2 separate regions of the Mus musculus genome follow, and region 1 is linked to region 2. Evidence: chromatin contacts called from public HiChIP or PLAC-seq data. All regions are on one chromosome and are shown on one strand. The core of a region is the stretch at or near the end of the contact, and the rest is flanking DNA. Distances in the headings are between cores, read along the strand shown. Region 1 overlaps Gm13110 (a long non-coding RNA gene). Region 2 holds the start of Wrap73 (WD repeat containing, antisense to Trp73).

Region 1 (3,740 bases), core at 141-2,640, 510 kb before region 2:
TGGACACAGTAGTTAAGAGCACTGACTGTTCTTCTAGAGGTCCTGAGTTCAATTCCAGGCAACCACATGGTGGCTCACAACCATCTGTAATGTGATCTGACGCCCTCTTTTGGTGTGTCTGAAGATAGCTACAGTGTACTCATATACATTAAATAAACAATATTTTAAAGAAAGAGAGAGAGAGAAAAGGAAGGAAGAAAAGAAGGAAGGAAGGAAGAAAGAGGAAGGAAGGAAGGAAGGAAGGAGGTTGAAAGAGAACTTTCTAGATGTCCCTCAGAGACCACTTATCTGGCAGGCCCTTTCCAGCGTCTGTGAATTCCAGATCTGTGTTCTCCACACTCTGAGCTGTCCCTTTCCATGAACAGGACGAAGTGAACATGTCTAAGATTCTTGTCTCAGGAGTTAGTGAATATGTACAATGGGTGTCCACAGTGAAGATCCTTAGACTCCTGGTTTCCTCCAGTGAGGATCTACAGTGGATGTCCATGGCAAAGTCCTTAGTCTCCTGGCTGCCCAAAAGGTCTTGACTCCATTTTGTCTTTTGGATTCACCCTTCTCAATGAATTGAGCTAAGTAAAATGGTTGTCCCATTAAAAACATTGTCTCAGAGCGGTGGTTTCAGCCTCTTAAGAGATTACACTTTCATTTCCTTCCAAGAACACTCAGACATGGCATCCTTCCCCAGGTCCTGACAACTAAGTTGGGCAGGAGAAGCAGGAATGACATAATTAGAGCTGGTTGACACCCTCAAACTCAGCATCCTTCAGGTGACCTTGTTCCGAGCCCCTGACCCATCTCCCTGTGTCTCCTCACTGCCACAGAGAAGTTCCCCTTCTTCATATGCCTCAGACTACCACAGACAGCATCTAAGATCCATGTGCCAAGACAGCAAACCAGTCAAGTTTCAGAGCTCAGCTCTGTGACCTTGGTAAGGGCAAGCTCCTCGTGTGGAAAACACAGACAGTGTGAAAATCTTGTTGAGAGGAAGAAGTCAGCTTAGAGACAGATGACAGGGTGGGCACATGAGAATGAAAGAGCACACTGGTGGCCAGCAGGAGGCAAGTTTCAGCTCCAGCTCCTTCCTTCAGCTGTGGAAGCCACTTCGGGAATCTAGAGTCCCCCTCAGCATACCTTGGAGGAAGCTGAAGTGGCTGGTGTGGGTTCCAGCACGAGGGTAAGACAGGACTGGAATAGGGAGGTAGAGAGGACGGGGTGGGGGGAATATCTTCTCATGGTCTCTGTCCCGCTGAGCTGCAGCTGGGACCAGCTGGTCCTTCTGCTCCTAAACCCTGAGACTGGAGGGGGCATCCCCCTGCTGCAGCCTGGGAATGCTGTGGTGTGGCTGTCAGGCTCTGTGCTTCGGGGAGGTAGCCCTGCCCCTCCCACTGGAAATCTACCAGACAGATGCACTGGCTGGAGGGCATCAGGTTTCCGGAGGAGTCAATGTAGCAGACCACCCAGACACTGGTCAAGTGCATTGGGCAAGTTAACAGGATCTGTGGCCCAGGAGCGACCCATGGGGTGGTCACGGGGAGGGAGGACATGCCCTCCTCCTTTCAGCCTTTCAGGACTCCAGGAATGCCAGATTTTGGGAGGCAAAAGGCACACAGGAGGAGAAAGAGACACAGAGACAGATGGTAATGCTGGGTAATTGAGCGCTTCCAGCCAAGCCTGAGGTGTTGTGTCTGCCCCCTGTGCCCCCACCCCCGTTAGAAAACTAAGGAGTCCAGCTACCTGAGTTCCTCACTCATGGATATGGCTGCCACTCCTCAGCACCTGCCTCTGTCATTTTTCATGATCCCATTCTTCCATTCCTCCTCTGCCTTGGGCAGCCATTCTATGGAATATGTGTATATATTATGTGTATGTATCATTACACACACACACATTCACACACACACACACATACATGATTTCTATGGGCTTATTCAATGTATGTCCTGTGCTATGTGCATGGTATGTGTTGTATGTGTGTATGTACATGTGTGTGTGTGTGTGTGTATATATATATATATGTTTTGTGTATGTATGTATACATGTGTGTATATATGTGTGTATATATATGTGTGTATATGTGTATATATGTGTGTTTGTATATGGAAGTTATACAAACAGCTATGTATATTGTATGTACATATTATATTCTCTGCATACATGTTGTGTGTATACTGTATGCTATGTGTATATGTATTCTGATCATATGTTCTGAGTATGTGTTGTGGGTACATGTATGTTATGTATACTTGTGTTGTATGTATATGTGTTATGTACTTGTGTGCTGGGTGTTCATGTGTTGACCTTTTATATAGATTAGTACTGACCTCATGATGATGATGACCATGATGACAATAATGTTTGTCATTATTTAGAATTTTTGCACAGGTCACATTTCATCTACATAAATAGGCTCTTTGTTTCTTTTAGGGATTTTGAGACAAGGTCTTGCTTATATAGGCTTAACTGGCTTTGAACTCTTAACTGGTGTTAAAGGCACAGGCCTTTATCATTTTTTTAAGATTTATTTATTTTATGTATGTAAGTACAATGTAGCTGTACAGATGATTTTGAGCCCTCATGTGGTTGTTGGAAATAGAATTTTAGGACCTTTGCTCACTCCAGTCAGGTCAACTCCGCTTGCTCAGGCCCAAAGAATTAGTTATTATTATGCATAAGTACACTGTAGCTGACTTCAGACACACCAGAAGAGGGTGGCAGATCTCATTACAGGTGGTTGTGAGCCATCATCTGGTTGCTGGGAATTGAACTCAGGACCTCTGGAAGAGCAGTTAGTGCTCTTCACCGCTGAGCCATCTCTCCAGCCCTCAGCCTGCTTTCTTATAAAACTCAGGACAACTGTAAGTGGGAATGGCCCCGCCTACAATTAGCTGGGGCCTCCCCGACCCATCACTAATTAAGAAAATGCCCTACAGCAGATCTTATGGAGGCATTTCCTCAGCTGAGGTTCCTTCCTTTTGATGACTCTAGCTTGTGTCAAGCTGACATAAAACTAGCCAGCACAGTAGCCTAAACAAAACCCCACAGAATTGGAAAGACATGCTATATTTCAAAGCATGGTACAGCTGGGATAATTTTAATCCCAGCACTCTGGAAGCAGAGGCAGAGGCAGGGGCAGGGGCAGGGGCAGGGGCAGGGGCAGGGGCAGGGGCAGGGGCAGGGGCAGGTGTATAGCCATGAGTATGAGGCTAGCCTGGTCTACAAGCTGCAGGCCAACCAGGGGATCTGATGTCTTCTTCTGACCTGGAAGGGCATGGGGTACATACACATGCAAAGCAGGCAAAACCTTCACACATATTTAATAAATAAATAGCACCTTCAACACATAAATACTAGCCCCGTAAGTTTTCCATTTTGGAAAGATCTTGTTTATGACTACGTTTGTGTGTTTATATGAGTGTGCACCCTGTGTACAAAAGAACCCAGAGAGCTCATCAGATCCCTGGACCTGGAGTTTGCAGTTGGTACACAACCACCCGATGTGGGTGCTGAGAATTGAACCCAGGACCTCAGGACCTCTATCAAGAGCAGCCAGTGTTCTTAACCACTGAGCCATTGCTCCGGCCCCTTAACTTTGTCTTAAAGATGGGCTTTCTGCTGTGCTGTCCTAACTTGCCCCCAACTTCCGGGTGCATGTGACCCCCTTGCCTCTTGAGTAGCTGGGGCCATTGATGTATATTTCAGTCTAAACATAAATACATAAGATTTTTAGAGAAAAACATAGT
Region 2 (3,547 bases), core at 341-2,840:
AATTATTAAGAGCTCCACGATATTTTGATGAGCGGCAAGCACAAATATCAGCTAACCCAAATGCAACTTCTTTGCTGTTCACTGAGACTTTCAGAACCGTAAAGCAACCTTAGTCTCTGGAGGCACTTGGAAAAAGGTAAAATGTATCAATGTGTGCGAGGCTGATGGTCTCCTCCCACCTTTACGTGGGTTCCCGAGCCGGAGCTCAAGTCCTCGGGCTTGCATGGCAGTACCTTTCCCTGCTAAGCAGGTCCTACCCTGACACTTCCTACATTGTTAGGATGATGTGTATAAGGAGGGTAAAGGATGTCTCAAAAGCCTGGACAAACACAGCAGGGGTGTGAACTGAGAATCAAGACAGCCAGGCATGGTGGCATGCTCCGTTAATCCCAGCACTCAGGAGACAAGGGGCAGATCTTTGAGTTCAAGGCCAACCTGGTCAGAGCTACAGAGAAACCCTGTCAATCAGTCAATCAATCAATCAATGGTATCAGTCAGTTAAAAAGAGAATGATAGATTAATCAAAGAAAACTTGTTAAAAATTAGGATTGCATTTGTATGTGAGAAGGGTCAGGCACTAGTTACGGCTTATGTGGAGGCCAGAGGACAACATGCAGGAGACAGTTCTCTCCTTCCATTAAGTGGGTCCTAGAGCTGGGACTCAGGTCATCAGGTTTGGTGGCAGGTACCGTTACTAGCCAAGCTACCCGACTGGCACGGAACCACAGTTTTTTAAAATAAGACTTGAGTTTTCCCTGATGGCTTCCTAACGTCAGCCTTCTACAAATGCACAATGGTCATGTTGGCGTACCTTGAAACACCCATCTGAACACTATTCTGCCACCCAAAGAATAGACAGCTAACATCCAACCCTGGCAATGAAAGCTAGTTATTTAAACCATTTGCTTATGACGAGTTTCACAAAGGAGGGCCCCGTTTAACCAGCTCGCTCACAGAAAACATACAAAATAGCAATGAGCTGCCATCCCCTGTGCCCTCAAATGTGTGAAAGCAGAGTCATCTTATCCAACTTTGATGAAGGGAAACTGGAGCCGGGAGCCTGGCACCCACCCAGCCCTGGCCACCTGCTCCAAGACCTCCTTCCTAACCCTGACCACCTGCCAGAATAGCAACCCCAACTCCATCCCCACTCTGCTCCACGTCCTCTTTCTCCACCCTGGTCACCTGCCAGGATCCCCCAGCCTGGCTGGCCTGGATCCCTCTTCGGCTTCAGGTTCGTTCTCTCTAATCATCTGGTTCTCCCTCATCTGGGCTGAAACCCCTCTGCCTGCCTCCCTCTCCCACCTCCCACCCCGCCCCCTAAGTCCAGCCTGAGTCCCCGCGGCCGCCCGGCTCGGGCCCCCTTCCCGCCCCCCTTCGGCCCGCCCCGGCCCCGTGCACAAGTCGCGCGCCCACACTTAGGTTCCGCCCAGCGCGCCGCAGCTCACCAGGTACTTGCCGTCCGGGGAGAACCTGCAGAGCAGGCCCGAGAGCTTGAATGACTCCGAGAAGTTCATGGCCACGGCCAGCCCGGGCCAGCCCGGCTCCGAAGTACCTCCCGCAACCGCCCCAGGCAGCGGCCGGAAGTACAGGGGCGGAAGCGAGCAGCAGCCAATGGGAGCCTCAAGCGGCCGCGCGGCATTGTGGGGCGGGAAGTCCGAGTTTGAGTCTTAAAGGGGCTGAGCGCCTTTGCGCTATAGCGGATCTCCCTGCAAATCCCGAAACGGAAGGCTGAATTCTGACTTCAGATAAATCACAAAATAAATATGTTCCCAAAAGTTACCCGGGGCATACTTAGACTAAAAGACTCCCTTATCTGAAATTCAGGTTGTAACTAGACCTCTGTACTTGTGAACATACATTTATTTACATGTAAATGCGTATTTATGTGTAAGTATATAGTCGTATTTCGATACACCTCTTTAGTAGATAACAAATTTTTTGTTACAGGAGCTGAGAGTGCGGTTCTATTGGCAAAATGATTGCTTAGCATATATGAAACCCAGGTTTTGGTCCGCAGCATCGCATAAACCCCGCACGATGGTTTGCATTAAAAAAAAAAAAAAAATCCTACACCTGAAACCAGAGACGCAGATGTTCAGGGCATCCTTCGCTACCTATAGAGTTGGAGGCTATGCAGGGCTGCGTGAGACCCTTTCTCAAACAGAACAAAGCAAAGTATTTTCCACGTATAAGTATAAATATAGGTTTGCTTTGAGGTTTTCCTGAGAGCGACCACCTGCAGCGTGACCTCGTGACGTTCAAGTGCTTCTCAGGTCTGTGGCGGAACGAATTCGAAGGCATGTGGATCTCGTGGGTCGCCTCACCTTTTTGGAGGTTCTAGTTAGAGTGTGGACTTGATTCAGAGGTGTGGCTCGGTACCCGGGACGGCAGCCTCGGTGGGCACGTAGAATACAGCACCAACTGGACTTCAGACCAGGATCGCTCCCCAAAGCGCTCTGCTCCCTCCCTCGCGCAGCACCCCGCGTCCTGTGCCCCACAAGGCTCCCCATTCCGGTGTCATTCGGGAGGTTGGATGTTCCTGTCTGCACCCAAAGCTTCAGAGGATCACTTAAGGCTCAGCCACTGCCTTTGGAGCTAAGTTCCGAATTCTGAAAGACCGGAATCTAGTATTGCTCGGTCCAGCTCATAGCTCCCAGTCTCTTCCGCACCGCTGCATCTAATTTCCACGAATGAATGAATGAATGAATGAATGAATGAATGAATGGCGGTGCTTGCACCATTCGGAGAGGATCTGCAGAGTGCGCGGCCAGCGTCCTGGCATTTTCTGTTCCCAACCAGTCCCAAACTCTTGCTTGGTATTCATCTTTGTCTCTAATCTGCAGCTCGCAAATAATTACTCCTCGTAGCTATTGGCCTAACACCAGGTCAGGCTTTCGAGTTCGAGAGAGATTCGGTCTGCTCCAACCCACCTCCCTTGCAACGCCACTAGCTGCACTAAAGCGACTTCCAGGGCATGTGGGAACACCTTGGGCAAGGACCACTCTGCAGTGCCACTAAGGGGTCCCACAAGGACCCAACTCCTTCTGTGCGCCAGACTACGGGTCTGCGTGGTAGATGAGGGCACCGGAGACCGCTCACTTGCCCAGAGGGGAGATGGCGGGTGGTGAAGAAGACTTCTTGAGCCAGAGAAGAGTCCCCTGACTAACTCCGAGCCGCTCTATGTGCACAGTTTGTGGGCATCCGTTGGGCATCGCCTAGCACACCAATCCAAGGAAAGACTCTGATACCCTGGGCTAGGAAACCCGGACTGCAGGCCGTGGCCCCCGGGGTGTGTAGGTATCAGGAGGCGCAACTTCTGGCTGGACTTTGAAGAGTCCAACCCAGAGGGTCTGCGCTCGACCCTCTTTCCAGGCGGGCTGTGGTCTCTGCCAGGCAAATCGAGGGGGGCTTCGAGCCGTTCTCAGAGACGGAACCCCGCTGGTGCTGGCCGAACGACAACGGTTCTCCTCCGGGGCTTTCAATGTTCAGTTTCAGTCGGTCCTCTCGGTTTTCTCAGGCCGGGGCGAGCCCTGGAAGAGGCGCA

Evidence for each region. HiChIP or PLAC-seq counts read pairs in DNA pulled down with a chosen protein or histone mark.
Region 1: an H3K4me3 HiChIP or PLAC-seq map of embryonic stem cells shows a contact between it and region 2, with 13 read pairs. The contact joins the enhancer-like site here to the promoter of Wrap73 in region 2. A contact is called at or near these places in 6 of 39 promoter capture datasets (cranial neural crest, embryonic stem cells, hippocampal neurons and 2 more), 3 of 484 Hi-C or Micro-C datasets (embryonic ectoderm and embryonic stem cells) and 2 of 115 datasets of contacts at active chromatin or transcription factors (both in embryonic stem cells).

The regions. Positions count from the first base shown.
Region 1 is chr4:154,650,366-154,654,105 of GRCm38.p6, reverse strand. The region is part of intron 1 of Gm13110 (a long non-coding RNA gene); the gene reads left to right. Among named protein-coding and RNA genes, the nearest start is that of Gm13110, 3.5 kb to the left of the region's middle. Within about 2 kb of position 1,390, at least 11 of the 459 cell types and tissues checked have an H3K27ac peak or open chromatin away from gene starts, as enhancers often do. A contact at or near this core is called in embryonic stem cells, where this site is marked.
Region 2 is chr4:154,140,415-154,143,961 of GRCm38.p6, reverse strand. It overlaps Wrap73 (WD repeat containing, antisense to Trp73), which reads right to left and starts at 1,590. Exons shown (of 12, transcript NM_021499.2): 1 at 1,449-1,590. The coding sequence starts at 1,517.